Regions from separate parts of the Mus musculus genome. Here all the other regions are linked to region 3. The links are chromatin contacts, called in public Hi-C and HiChIP or PLAC-seq maps. All regions are on one chromosome and are shown on one strand. The core of a region is the stretch at or near the end of the contact, and the rest is flanking DNA. Distances in the headings are between cores, read along the strand shown.

Region 1 (4,710 bases), core at 717-3,216, 420 kb after region 3:
TAACGCTAGAGGGAGCGCAAGGGTTGTCGTGCCTTGGGGTCCTGGACCATCCGGGCAGCCTGTAGGGTGCTGGGCTGCTCAGGGGTGCAGGGGTGTGGATGAGGCCCCGAGTGGCTGATGGGGGGGGGGCGTGCAGAGAGTTGTCGAGTGCCTTACTTGATGTTACACACAAGCCGTGTGAAACAGAAACTGGGCAAAGGAGGCAGGGCATACTGGTGCCCCCCCCCAACCTCCAACTCTGCTCCCCGGAACTTTTTAAGGGGGGGAAATAATCCGATCCCATCTGCACTTACCTCGTCACCTAACATGGGGGAGGGGAGGGGTAAGGGCGCGCGCACACACACACACACACACACACACACTCCACTTTCGAGGGGCGGGGGTGGTGGGCAGGCAAACTTTAAAAGGCTTTTAAGCAAAAAAAAAAAAAAAAAAAAAAAAGGAAAACGAGGTTGCACGAGGCTGAGGTACTTGAAATGATTTTTGTGTTGCAAATTGCTATGCTTTTACTGAGGGCTGATGAAAATAAATGAAGCGCCTCTCCCTCTTTTTGCTAATAAATGAAATGAAAAAAAAAAGCACCATTATTATGCCACCTGCTTCTAATTCCTAATTGTGGTAACTTAATTTTCGGATTGTTGTAACGGCTTGCTACCGCAGGCGCCCGAGCAAAAAGAAAAAAAAAAAGTATGGAAGGCCGGTTGGGTCTCTTTTGGCAGATGAGGTAGACTACGTGCAGGTTGGGTTTTTTATTTGCTTCTCGCATTGAGATTTACATATTGTATATTGGGAGGAGATCATCCAGCACTTTCTTCAGCAGCCCGAGGGGTGCTCGGGAGGAGGGAAGAGTCTGAGGTACTCCCTCAGCAGTGGCCGTGACAAAGTCCACGTTCCCCCCACCCCCACCCCGCCCCCCGCACTGAGATTGAATGTTGTTTTCTCTAAAAGAAGGAGGAAGTGTTTCTATAAACTGGTCCCTGGCTGCCTTCTACGAACCTTAAAGCCCTTAGAGACGCGGACTGGACTTGGTGGTGGGTTCCTCTGAATGGCGACCCTATTACCAGCTGAGCTGAGATACCCCTTTGGTTCCTTGCTCCCTGCTTGCTCCCTATACCCTGAAACACCTTAGGCAGAGTCCTGATATAAAAATTCTCCTGTCAAACGGACGTGAGCAGATCCACAACACAATAACTTCACCCAAGTCAAGGGTCCTGTTTTTACCATTGTAACCTAATTCCAAGTTCAAACTAAGAATTTTTTTTTTAAGTTCTGGGGTTATCAGGCATATTGGAAATCATCTGAAGGGTACATGTTTTCGATACTGTGATAAAAGGGTAGATTACTTCTTTAATCTACACATACACACACACACACACACACACACACACACACACACACACACTGGTTTATAAGCTAAGTCCATATCTAAGAAGAATAACAGTTGAAGCCAGAAAAACCTGCCAGAAAGAGAGCAAACACCTTCTCTGGCGAAATCAATTTAAACTCTGACTGTCATGGCCTCCTGGCTCCTGAGAATCTCACACTGGGGACCATTGTCCTTTATGCCTGTGATAGAAATAGGCTGTACAATGTGGGTTGAATTGCATTAGAGTCATTTCAGAAGAGAGAGATGTTTATTGTCTATAGAAAACAGCCAGACTTGCCACCCGGCTGAAACTATCCTGTGAGTGCTGCAGTGACTCTGTTGATGATAAAACCCAACTCTAAGGGAAGAGACCAGGAGCCAGCGTGGACCAGAAGACAGGCAGTGCAGCCCAATTCTAAACATAAGAGGATCCAAGGAGGGGATGCAGAGAGGCCATCGATGAATGGAGACCGAACGGAAGAAAAACATTTGTGAATGAGACTTAATGGGGCCCGGCGGCAGGTGCTGTTTAAATACCCAGAATAAGGTTGCAAGCAGCTCGTTCGCGTTTGCTGGGCGCCTATCCTATGCTGCGTGACATTAGAATGGAAATGTGCAGAAAACACAAGCCTACATCTGCAGGCAGAGCTAGGCTGACAGGGAGAGGGGGTAGGAGACCGACCTCAAAGTCAGAAAAATATGCAGAAGTGGAGAATCTGCGTGCCTGGGTGGTGGTGTGGGTGGCTTAATGTAACACGGAATGCAAATGCGTCTCCCGATCAGCCTAGAGTGTCTTATTTACATCTTAAGCTGTTTGTTGCTGATTTTTTTTTTCATGCAACCGTTTTATACTGGAATTCTCAAAGCTGAACCAGGAGCGTGGAAATGGCTTGGTTGGGCTCTTGCTGTGTATCTTCTGGAAGGCACCAACTCGCATGCACACACATGCACAGCCACATCTATTCATACAGGAAGTGTGCCCCTTATCCATACAAATCTCTGCCATCTATATTCCCAAACACGGGGGAGTCTGTGTATTTATTTCTGTCTTGAACTCAACTATGAAACACAAGTCAACATTCTTAAATGTCATTTTTTAATACCTCATATAAAAGGCAAACTTCTCCTAACGTGCTTTCCTATTAAATGAACTCCCCGAATACTGCGTGCACCCAGTTTCATTCGTAATGCTAAGGCATAATATTTTTTAGAATTTCTTTCAGCATTAAAAAAAAATGAAAGAAAAAGAAATGCAGGGAAAATATTTTGAAAGTCAATTAAAATTTTGTGTACGTTTTCATTTTTTAATGATAAATTAAGTTACTAATTTTGTCCGTGCTCTTTGTAGACACTGCAGGTTTAATTGCTAATTGTTAACTGCGAATGAATACATTTGCATATTAATTAGCTCCCAATTTACATTTTTAATTTGCTTCCTTCAAAAGGTGCAAGATAAAAGGTCGTGTTATTTTAAATAATTTATGCTTTATTGCATGAAATACGCTAATATGAAATGTGCCTACTAATTTTAACCCCTTTTCTAAGAAGGAAAGCGAGCAGCATTAAAGGGAACACGGCTGAGCTGGTGGTGTTCTGGAAAAAAAAAATTATGCTGTTCTGAACCTCGGCAACAACAGAATCACTTTTTCCTGCAGTCTTGTTGGACTGGGAAAAAAAAAGGAGAGACTGTATTCTTTCCTATACCCATCAGCTTAAACAGTGATAATGTATTTAAAGGAAAAAAAACAGCTGTAGTGTGTCTAGGTGTCTGGTTTGTGTCTGTGTGTCTGTGTGTCTGGTTTGTGTCTGTGTGCCTGTGTGTCTGTGTGTCTGTGTGTCTGTGTGTCTGTGTGCCTGTGTGTCTGTGTGTCTGTGTGTCTGTGTGTCTGTGTGCCTGTGTGCCTGTGTGCCTGTGTGTCTGTGTGTCTGTGTGTCTGTGTGTCTGTGTGTCTGGTTTGTGTCTGTGTGCCTGTGTGCCTGTGTGTCTGTGTGCTTGTGTGTCTGTGTGTCTGTGTGTCTGTGTGTCTGTGTGTCTGTGTGTCTGTGCATGTGTACACTGACTAGGGCTTTCTCTGGGGGCCCCATCATGCTTTCTAGTGAATCCTGTTTGCAAATGGAAGTCAATGAAGCGGCATCCATTAATGGCTGCTCCTTCCCCACTGCCACCACCATGGACTAGACCCGACATTCTTCCAAAGTGTGGCTTCCAAGTTCCTTGCCCAGCTTTCTTAAAAACCCACCAGTTTGTTCCTCTCAGGGAACTGATCAAAGAGTTCTCATATTGTCATTAAGTCCCCCCAGAAGAAAAGAAACCCTGATTGTCAACCGGCTGTAGTATTGACACATCATGGCTTAGACCAGAAGCAGAATGCCCTCACTGCTGGTGACTGTACGTCACTGCTGGTGACGGCATCTCCTCTCCGCTCACTCCTTGTTTTCTTTTATGTGGTGTTTTAAGCCATCACCACTAAAACGCTTAGGATAGTTCACAGAGCTGTGCAATAATCTTCTTGAATATGCATGCATGCATGCATTAGATTTACAAAAAAAACATAAACAGAGTTTGGGAATTACAAAATTGGGTATAGAAGAGATGTGTGAACGACAGGCAGGGACTGGAATCTGTCTGCATTCCCAGGTTTCCTGGGGTGCTCACCCCTTTTTTTTGTTCTTTCTGCAGCTGGATCCCAAGCCCATACCAAACCCCGTCTTGTGCTGATGGCTAGCATGGTGCTTCAGATATTAAGACACAAAGCTTTAAGCCATCAAGGTAGCTCAGCTGGTAAAGGCATCTGCTACCAAGCTTGAAGACCTGAGTTCAAGTCTCCGACCTTTCATGATAGACAGAGAAAACCACCTCCCTCAGACTGTCCTCTGACCTCTGCATGTGTCCAGTGGTATTTGTGCGTGCATGCACGCGCACACACACACACACACACACACACACACAGGAAAGAAAGAAAACAATATAACAACATTAAAAAAAACACACACACACACAAAGGTTTGTAAGTAGATGGTGTCAGGTGACCCCTGAATCGTCTCTCACCAAATATAGGACAGGGTTCCCAGAATCCCCAGCAGTGGTAAGTTCAGCATGTATCAGCCTAGCTCATTTAAGGTGTTAACCCACAGGAATGAGTAGGCTGTTCACCAATGTGGCAATATTTCCAGGCAATTATAGCCGTAGCGACAGGAACATTCACAGGTTTATCTTGAAGGAAGCACCAGCTCTTAGGTTCACCCCCCAACCCCTGAGGAGCCAGGTGTGTAAACACACCCCCAAAATGCTTACGATTTACATGTAGAAAATGTTCCTTTGGTTTCTATGAACAATAGCAGAA
Region 2 (4,391 bases), core at 827-3,326, 320 kb after region 3:
GTACTCTCTATCAGTCTGTGTTTACTTAGCATTCAGACAGAAACATGAGTACTGTGGAGGCACACCACAGGCCACTGTGGACATACCCACGCCTTTGTGAGCGTCGATGCTGGTGAACTCCAGGGTGCCGTCATGGCACCTTTTGGGATCTTCCTTGTACTCTTTATGAACTCCATCTGGGCAGTACCGATAAGCAAGGCCATAGTCTACCAAATATACCTATAAATTTTCAAGAACCAAATTAGAGACAAAAATCAATGCACATGAATTACCAGAAAAGTACTGAAATAAAATACAATCCCTTGGAGGTCGATTCACCTACAAGGGCAAACAGCAGCTCTCGAAGCAAGTCAAATCTAAACTGAGCACTCCAGCAAGTCCTGAGTCTCCCCCCACCTACTCTGCAATGCTGGGGGTCGCACCTAAAGCTTCACACAAGCTAGGCAGGAGCTCTGCTGCTGCTGAGCTACCACTAAGCTATTCCCAGCCTCCCACCCAGGAAGGTTTGACTTTTAATAAGTGTTAAATGCCCAGAAGGCCACAGTGCTCCAGTGTTAGCTCCCTCTGCATGCTTTCTTAGGAAAGTGTGTGCTAAAGTAGTTAATCCTGTCTCCATGGGCAAGGCTTACAGATGGTCAGTTTCTCTTACAGAGTCTAGAACCAAACTACAACAAAATAGAAATGTTCAAGACCCTTTCCACAAAGAAAAGGGATATGAATACTGTTAGCACACAATACAACAGCTCTCTTCTACTCTTGATTCTCGTAAAATAGTCAAATGCCTATGTACTTCATAAAATGATTCAAGGGCTATAATAACTTTCAAAACTCTTAGATCAGGCCTCTACCTGCATCTTAAATACTACATATTACATTCTGGTCTTCCAGATTAAAGCTAACTTAAAAAACAAATAAACAAACAAACAAAAAAACAGAGTAATGCTATGGGCATAGCTGGTTGTTGTGACTAGCATACAACACTGGGACAAGTGGCTTCCGTCTGACGGCCACGCATGCACCTGGTTCTGTCACAACGCATGAACGCATGTGCATGTGAACACAAAGATGGACACAGCCTGAGAGAGTAACCCCATCCACAGAGCAGGTCAGAAAGGCAGGAGAGCCGCACACGGCTGCCGTGTGGACAGAAGCTGCTCCCATCAGTCACGTGTAAACCAACAGCAGTTGGTTTCTAATAGTGCTCTGCAAGCCCTTCCTACTCCAGCTAAAGTAAAGGGAGCTTTACCGCTCGCTCAGGCTCTTGGCTGTGCTCAGGGAAACAGCTTGAATGAGATGGTTGAGGATGCCCACCTCACAGAGCGTCCTAGCACAGCAGCTTGCTCCCGGTGCCCTACACTGATTCCTGAGGCTCACCAGAGCCTATAGAGCAAAAGCAAACACCCTGTGCAGAAAAGGAAGGAATCAAAAGAAGGAAACCGTATGCAAAGCCAAAAAGCAGAGAATGTTGACAGATCACTTCCCTGAGCCAAGCACTCAAAACCTCCTTCTTACACAAGATCAAGAGGCGACACTAAGCAGCCTTTATTGTCACTGACAACTGAACTGACCCCACATTAAAGACCAAGTTCTCCAAATAACAGACACTTATGTCAGATGGAGTTTTTGAACACAAGAAGTAATGAAGGTGACAAAGTGGACCAGCAGATCTAACTCGCTGGTGTACTTTATAGTTTAAGCTTCACCCCAAACAGCTATTTGAAATGCATGTTGTAGCAAGCACTTCCAAATATTATGTAGAGCAAAACAGCCAACTTGATAAAGTGCCAGCAAACTGCAACAAAAATACAGAATGGCAACTGGATACAAGTGTCTGGAGAAAGGGCATTGTTAGCTTATCTACTTCGGAGCTTGTGGGGTTCAGCCCAGAGTGCCCCACTTGCTCCCAAGCAGCACAAGTTACAACAGTAAAAGCTGCAGTTCTAAGGACCTGGTCAGGGTTCTTGTGACTCAGGAGCAGGTTGGAGGCCTTGATGTCCCCGTGCACGTACTCATGCTCATGGATGTACTCCAGGATATCCAGCTACAGAGAACACACAGTGAGTTAGTGCAGTACCTAACATGGCCAGCAGAGGGCTGAGCTTCAGCGGAAACCAGCCCTTACTGTATTCACAAGGAGCATAGCTCACATACAATTCTTAAGCTTAGCTGCAATACAGTTTTCCGAGAAAACCTTTTGGCATTTGCTTCATATATTTTCTGAAGGTCACTCCCAAAGCGGTCCATTATCATAAACCTGTAACTGAAGACAAACAAGGAATGTCAGTGAGGGAATAACTGGGAACATGTCCTTGCAATGACTATTCCCCTTCAGTTAGGTCAAGTTAATGCTAACTAAGGCAGTACTATAGATTATAAACGAGGAGGAAAGGGGCGCAAACCCATACCATGAAGAATCTCTCTCAACTACATAGAAATCTCGAGAATTCAGAACGTTTCGTCATCCTGCCCTGGACTGAGCTCGTTTATAGGAGACAGCATTCGAATTACGACAGTGCCCAGCCAGAATCCAACACTCATCTACAATGGAACACAGCCACCTGGCTTCTCACAGCTAACTGCTGTTTTTAGACAATTGCTTCTTTCTCCTGACTGCACCTCCATTTTTAAGGTACATTTCAACAATATTCTGTTAAATCTAGGCTGTCAAGAGATGGCTTACAAACTACATTCAGTAAAACTGACCAAATGGTATTAAGCAATTACGTGTAAAACATTCAATGGTCAGATCTGCAAAAGGAATACCCTACAAAAATGAAGATTTTTGTTTGTTTGTTTTGCCAGCCCCCTCCCATGTCAGCTGGACCAGGTGACATTACTTCCTGGGGCCGTAATTTTTGGAGAAATGGATAGAGGAGGCAGGTCTCATCCTTCCCAGGGTCTCAAACTCTAGGAGGGCAGAGATGCGCTGGAGTCCTGCGAGGACACTGCCCAGCTCCTCTGAGCATCACCGTCACCTTCAACAGCTGTCCAAATCCTAATCCGTCTATGTAAATCGCTGACATAGACACAGGACAAACCCTGCCATGGAATGCTCATGACACAGCAGTCAGGCTCATGATGGTAAACTACAGGAGCTTCCAAGGAAGGAGCAGCCAGCTAAATGAAAAGACAGTGTGGTAATGGAAAGCCTAGGGCCCTGTTCATTAGAGAGTCTGTCTATGTATCTTTTAATGTCTTAGCACATAAAGTCTATGTCACAGTCACACTATCAAGTAGAAGCAAAATATATTCATGTGTGTTAAGATTCCTGCTACCCTGACCTGTGCAGCCATGTGTCCTCCCAATATCCTGAGTATGGCAAGTTGGGCAAAGCTGAGAGAAGAGTAGGGTGCACACTTTTGTTAACCTGTGTAATCAGTACAATACTCTGAATAACAAATAACCTTTGCCAACAGTCTGTGTCTTAGGGTTATTACTACTGCTGCAACCAAACACCATGACCAAAAACCTACACTTCCACTCTTCATCATCAAAGAAAAGTCAGGACAGCAACTCACACAGGGCAGGAACTTGGGGCAGCAGCTGATGCTGAGGCCATGGAGGGCTGCTGCTTACTGGCCTGCTCTCATGGCTTCTTGCTCAGACTGCTGCTTATAGAACTCAGGACCAGCAGCCCAGAGGTGGCACCACCCACAAAGGGCTGGGCATTCCCTCATTAATCACGAATTAAGAAAATGCCCTACGGCCAGGTCTTTTAGACATATTTTCTCAATTAAGGTTCCCTCATTTCAGGTAACTCTGGCATGTGTCACATTGACAAAAAACTAGCGAGCACAGTCTGGAAGAGGATAAACATATTGTTTGCTTCAACACAGGAACCACTAATGTAGATTTCACTGGTCTTTGTTTTTGTTGTTTGTTTCTTTGTTTGTTTTTTAGTTTTTTCGAGACAGGGTTTCTCTGTGTAGCCCTGGCTGTCCTGGAACTCACTTCGTAGACCAAGCTGGCCTCGAACTCAGAAATTCGCCTGCCTCTGCCTCCCAAGTGCTGGGATTAAAGGTGTGCACCACCACGCCCGGCATCTGGTCTTTGTTTTTTATGCACAGATCACCCTGCCACTAACTCTAAATGGCCCCTAAAATTCCCTCATCATCACACACACACTGTTAGCACATTCCCTCAGAGAGCTCTGGGACAGAGTGAAGCTACTTCTGAGAATGTCTATCAGGTAAGGTCTCTGATGCTTTCTTTTTTGAGGGACTTAGTTAAATGCTTCAGTTAATAGGAAAATATCAATCAGTTCCAAATGAAAACAGTGAGTCTTTCTACGATCCTCACACTGCTCTAAGCTACCTATCCCTCCCGTCACTCAAATACAAATTAAGGAAAACTAAGGCCGCTGGCAGGGGAGGAGGCTAGGCCAGGAGAAG
Region 3 (4,694 bases), core at 1,833-4,332:
CCGATCAGTTTTAACCCCTATGGATGAAAATCGCTTCCCTTCATCAATAATGAACAAAGAAACACTTCACTGAGGTGCAACTAAATGAGGCTGTATTAGGATGGGGTTCAGTCCCCATCCCTGTCCTTACAGACCCCAGGGTTCGGAGACACCCAAATCTGTGCTCTAAGCACACAGAGCCGAAGACACCACGCTACCCTTCTTGTGCATGAAACCCGGCGAGCCGAGAGAAACTCCAGTGATGATGTTTATTTAGAATTAGAATCGATTTTCATTTTACATAACACCTTTCGTTTCTGAGGCTCCCGGAGCACTCTACAAAGCAATGAGCTCAGCCGCAGCACCGCTTAAGACAAGTGCAACTGTCATTATGCTCCCTGTAATAGCTCGCAGGCTTGGAAATTAGAAATCAAGGGAGAGAGGTGGAGAGATAGATAAAGAGGCAGCGAGGGACAGGAGAGACGCTGAGGGAAAAGTCAGGAAAGCAGATCTGAAGAAGCCCGTGAGCAGGAGAGACAAAGATTCGGGGGCTCGTGGGTCAGGCTTCCAACTCGTCCTTTGTTTGGGAATGTGTTCCAGAGAGCTATTATTTCCGCCTCTGAGGACAGACGGTGACATCTGAGCATCACACTTGAAGAACAGGGACAAGAAGGCCTGTGCTCAGGGATTCCCCCCGCCCCCCAAGCATCCTATCCCAGGAGAGCATGATGTGGCATCAGGTAGCCTAGGACTCATCAGCCCGGCTAGATGGCCCAGTGACTTGCTGGACATCTCTGGGCTCACCAGGACTTGTGAGATCTATCTACAAAGAGTGTGAGGCAGGATCACAGAAGACTCAACTTCCTCTCAATCACAAATACAACATAAGCAGTGCCTGGGTCACCTAGCAACTTAATAACCCCTGCCTAATGCCTCACGGGTGGTAAAGGCACTGATCTCATTTGACAAAATAGAGCCAACACAGCCAGAAGAATAATGTGGCCAAGCTCCACGATCCCTTCTCGACCTCATAGCACTCCCAAGATCCTAATGATACCATGCCCATCCCTTAGTAAGGAAGTCAGACTTCAAGAGGCCTGAACTGGACTCCAAGTCCCAGTTGTGGCCTCAAGTCCACCAGGCCAAGCTGCCTACTGCTAGGCATCAACTCTCTTACCCCACTTTAGGATGCCCTACAAAGTGTCCAGAGATCCCCTAGAAAACAAAAGGCAAAACTTCTTGGCCACCAAAATAGGCTTTCTGCAAGTGTGTGTGTGTGTGTGTGTGTGTGTGTGTGTGTGTGTGTGTGTGTGTGTGATTTTGCAATAGATGCTTGTGATGCGTATTGCACTGAGCAGCCAGTATGCTTGCACACTACACACACACACACACACACACACAGAGAGAGAGAGAGAAAGAGAGAGAGAGAGAGGGAGGGAGAGAGAGAGAGAGAGAGAGAGAGAGAGAGAGAGAGAGAGAGAGAGACCCAAGGCTCCCTATATCTCTGGCACTGTGCTGGGGTCAGAGCCCAGAAAGTACAAATCAGGCAATAAACATTCTATTCAGATTCTGGAATTATCTGGAGAACAACTCCACATATCCTGATCAAAGTATGTACCAGGAATGAACGAAAAAAGACATCCAGATGCAAGAAAACCAGGAGGGGCTTGGGATAGTCCAGAAGAACTTAAGTGTGAATCAAAGGGGTTAATATTCTGGAGATAAGAGAGACCGGTCTTGGGAGATGTGAAGACAGTTTGGTTAGCAACAGGACCTGAATTTATTCTAAGAACCTACGTGAAACATTGGACACCCTGGGGAAACAGAGACAAGAGAATTCTTGGGGCTCTCTGGCCAACCAGTGTGACTGAATCAGGGAGCCCCAGCTTCTGGTAAGAGACCCTGTTTCAAAACAAGAAATGGTTCCTAAGCAATAACACTCGAGGTTGACCTCTGAACTCCACACTCACCTCTAAGCAAGCGTGAGCACACTCACACACACACACACACACACACACATTTATGCATTTATAAAAACAAACGGCCAGCCCTTGTAGCCTGCTTAAATGCAGAAACTTAAGGATGCAAGGAAAAGATTGCATCCTTTCTCCTTGCAGAGTCTCATTCTCAGGGCCAGACAAACACCAACCTCAGCACGACATAGTCGTTTCCAGGGTGAACCGAACCAGGGTTCACTTTTGCCAGAGTCCAACCTGGGCCTCTCTCTTTGGGATGGGAAGCAGAGCATCCATTGCATGATGTATTACTTATTTTAATCAAATACAATTTTTTTCTAATTGTCACTGCTCCGGCAGCCTCACGGGGGCTGGTCTGACTTGTGTACACCCGTGACAGGGGAAGCGGCGGCGGCAGCTGCTTTGTGCCGCCCGCCCGTGTACGGTACCTCTCCAGTCTTGTCAGTCACAGCTCCCCTAATTACAGAACATCTGCTTGCTGTGGCCATTAACACTCCTCTACCAGCTTGTCTGGTTTAATACCAGTGACTCCTGACCTTCCCCAAGGAAGGCGCTTTCTGTCAAAATTTTCCCCCAAAGAAGCCAATTCGCCACGCAAAATTTGCACTTTTTTTTTTTTTTTGTGAAAAACACTACCTTACTAAAGGCTTTTGGAAGGAAATGGGTTTGACGAGGCGTCAGTGGTAAGGAGTATAGAAAACCTGTTTCCCTGCCTTATTTGGTTCATATTTGCATCTTTTGAAAATAATGATAATAAAAAAAAAAATGGGAGTCATTTGAAGGGTCAGGACCGTAAACTTGGATGTTCCCCAGCCCTGTCTACTGTGTTCCTAGGCCTCCAGCTAGGGGGCAGTGTAGATGTCCCCTCGCTCTCTCTCTTCCCACCTGCCCCACACGGGCTGGCTGGGAGACTCCACTACCTTCAGCGTTATTAGTTGAATCATAGGTCCCGCTATGATGCCCTTGTTCCCTGGCATTAAAGAGCCCCAAAGCTCGATAAAAGACGTTCCCAGTCCCTGGGCATGATCTAGAAGCAGCCTGCCCCTCAGAGAACTTCAGACGGTATTTAAAAGGCTCTGCAACCTCAGCCTTCTGAAGGCAGGACTCAAGGCAAGGGCATGCGAGGAAATCCAAGCGCGCTCCTTTTCGTTAGAAGTAACTATGGCAAACGTGGTTCCCAGCTAAGGACCCCGCTACAGATTCCCCCAGTGACTGTCCCACCCATCCTGGGAGTCCCTGGGTGTCCTGCGATAGACAATAGTGAGGGTGAGAGGAAAAGACAAACAGATTCACTTTAGAATCTTCCCCAAAATGATCTGAGTGGCTGTTTGTTTTGTTTGTTTATTTTTTTTTAAATACTGCTTTCACGGTGTTTTGATAAGGCGGGTGTTCTCTTGAAATAAGTGTTTGTTAAGTAAGAAAGAGTTCCCCGCCGTTCCCGGGGAGAGCGAGCAGTCTTTTACAAAGCCGCTGGACTTTGCTTCACAAACGGAGAAAAAGCGGTGCCTGCTGAAAAGCCTGAGCAGGCAGGCAGTTTGGGCTGGATGCTGGCTTCCCTGGTCAGGGTGGAGAAAAGCAAGGCAGTTAAGAATGGGTTTTGAGTTCACACACACACACACACACACACACACACACACACACACACAGACACACACACACACCTCCCTAAAGAATGCAAAGTGACCGCGACCCAGGCTCAAGTGAATCCCAAAGGAGAGAAAAGTCAGTAAGGAAGAATAATCCAGAAGGTTGCTGGTTTGTCAAGCAATGTCTTCAAAAAGCATCCTCCGCACTTGGCTAAAGGGGGTTTCCTTGGGCACCCCTGCCGCTGCCAGTAGTTAGCACTGCTTGTCTGGAGACAGAGCAGGGATGGGAGGCATTGAAGGGAGAAGGGGGAAGGGATAAATGGGTTTAAAAAAAAATACACACACAAAAACACTGCCGAAGAATACCTGTAAATACTTTGTTTTAAAAATGCGCATTTCCAATATAAGACACCATCTTAATTGCGGACTTCTTCAAAGCACCTATTGGAGAAACGGTTTAACAAGGGGGGAGCGATGATCTTGTAATCTCGACAATAAAAGCGCTTCCATCCTTTGTATATGCTGACTTACAAAAAAAAAAAAAAAAAAAAAAAAAAGTGCTTCCAGACAACAAAAGATGGAGCCGTAATTACATAAATCTCTCCATTCTTGATGAAGACACAGTGCAACATGAGCAAATCAATAGAGTCTCCGAGGTAATTCTTGTTTTTCTTATGAGCCCAATGCAAACTTGTTAAAATTGAATTCCACTTCTTGTGTATATAAAAAAAAATAGGATTTGCACAAATCCAGAGGAAAAGAACATGTGTTCTGTAAATGTTTAATTTTTTTCCTGTGCTACTGAGGAGGTTTGCAATGGAGTAGTGTGATACCAGGATCTCCACACAGCCGCCACCACCACCCGGGGAAGGAAGCTACTGTCAGTCTGCTCCCTAAAGCGCTCTGAAGGCCCTGCTATCACCTCCCTGATTCTTACTCCCACTATTAAATAAACTAAATGTACCCTAAAGTCAAATATCTCTGACTCACTGCCAATAAATTGGTCGTAATCATTTCTCCCCCACAACCCACATTTATAATATTTCTCATTCAAGAATAAATAATTTTGTTGATTTTTTTCCCAAAGAAAAGGTGAAATGTATTGCATTTAAAAATAATTAATAGATGGGCCCTGCATACCTCTGAATTAAAT

What was found. A called contact is a pair of places that touch in the nucleus more often than the background predicts. HiChIP or PLAC-seq counts read pairs in DNA pulled down with a chosen protein or histone mark.
Region 1: a contact with region 3 is called in an H3K4me3 HiChIP or PLAC-seq map of embryonic forebrain, with 3 times the contacts expected there. The contact joins two enhancer-like sites. A contact is called at or near these places in 2 of 115 datasets of contacts at active chromatin or transcription factors (embryonic forebrain and forebrain) and 1 of 9 other capture datasets (embryonic stem cells).
Region 2: a Hi-C map of cortical neurons shows a contact between it and region 3, with 4 times the contacts expected there. The contact joins two enhancer-like sites. A contact is called at or near these places in 1 of 484 Hi-C or Micro-C datasets (cortical neurons) and 1 of 9 other capture datasets (embryonic tail).

What each region holds. Positions count from the first base shown.
Region 1 is chr12:105,958,142-105,962,851 of GRCm38.p6, reverse strand. No RefSeq gene overlaps it. Among named protein-coding and RNA genes, the nearest start is that of Vrk1, 50 kb to the left of the region's middle. Within about 2 kb of position 1,966, at least 30 of the 459 cell types and tissues checked have an H3K27ac peak or open chromatin away from gene starts, as enhancers often do. A contact at or near this core is called in embryonic forebrain and forebrain, where this site is marked.
Region 2 is chr12:106,053,671-106,058,061 of GRCm38.p6, reverse strand. It overlaps Vrk1 (vaccinia related kinase 1), which reads right to left. Exons shown (of 14, transcript NM_001029843.2): 6 at 2,152-2,260; 7 at 1,949-2,041; 8 at 87-219. Among named protein-coding and RNA genes, the nearest start is that of Gm32723, 39 kb to the left of the region's middle. Within about 2 kb of position 2,076, at least 14 of the 459 cell types and tissues checked have an H3K27ac peak or open chromatin away from gene starts, as enhancers often do. A contact at or near this core is called in cortical neurons, where this site is marked.
Region 3 is chr12:106,377,644-106,382,337 of GRCm38.p6, reverse strand. No RefSeq gene overlaps it. Among named protein-coding and RNA genes, the nearest start is that of Gm32830, 28 kb to the left of the region's middle. Within about 2 kb of position 3,082, at least 29 of the 459 cell types and tissues checked have an H3K27ac peak or open chromatin away from gene starts, as enhancers often do. A contact at or near this core is called in cortical neurons, embryonic forebrain and forebrain, where this site is marked.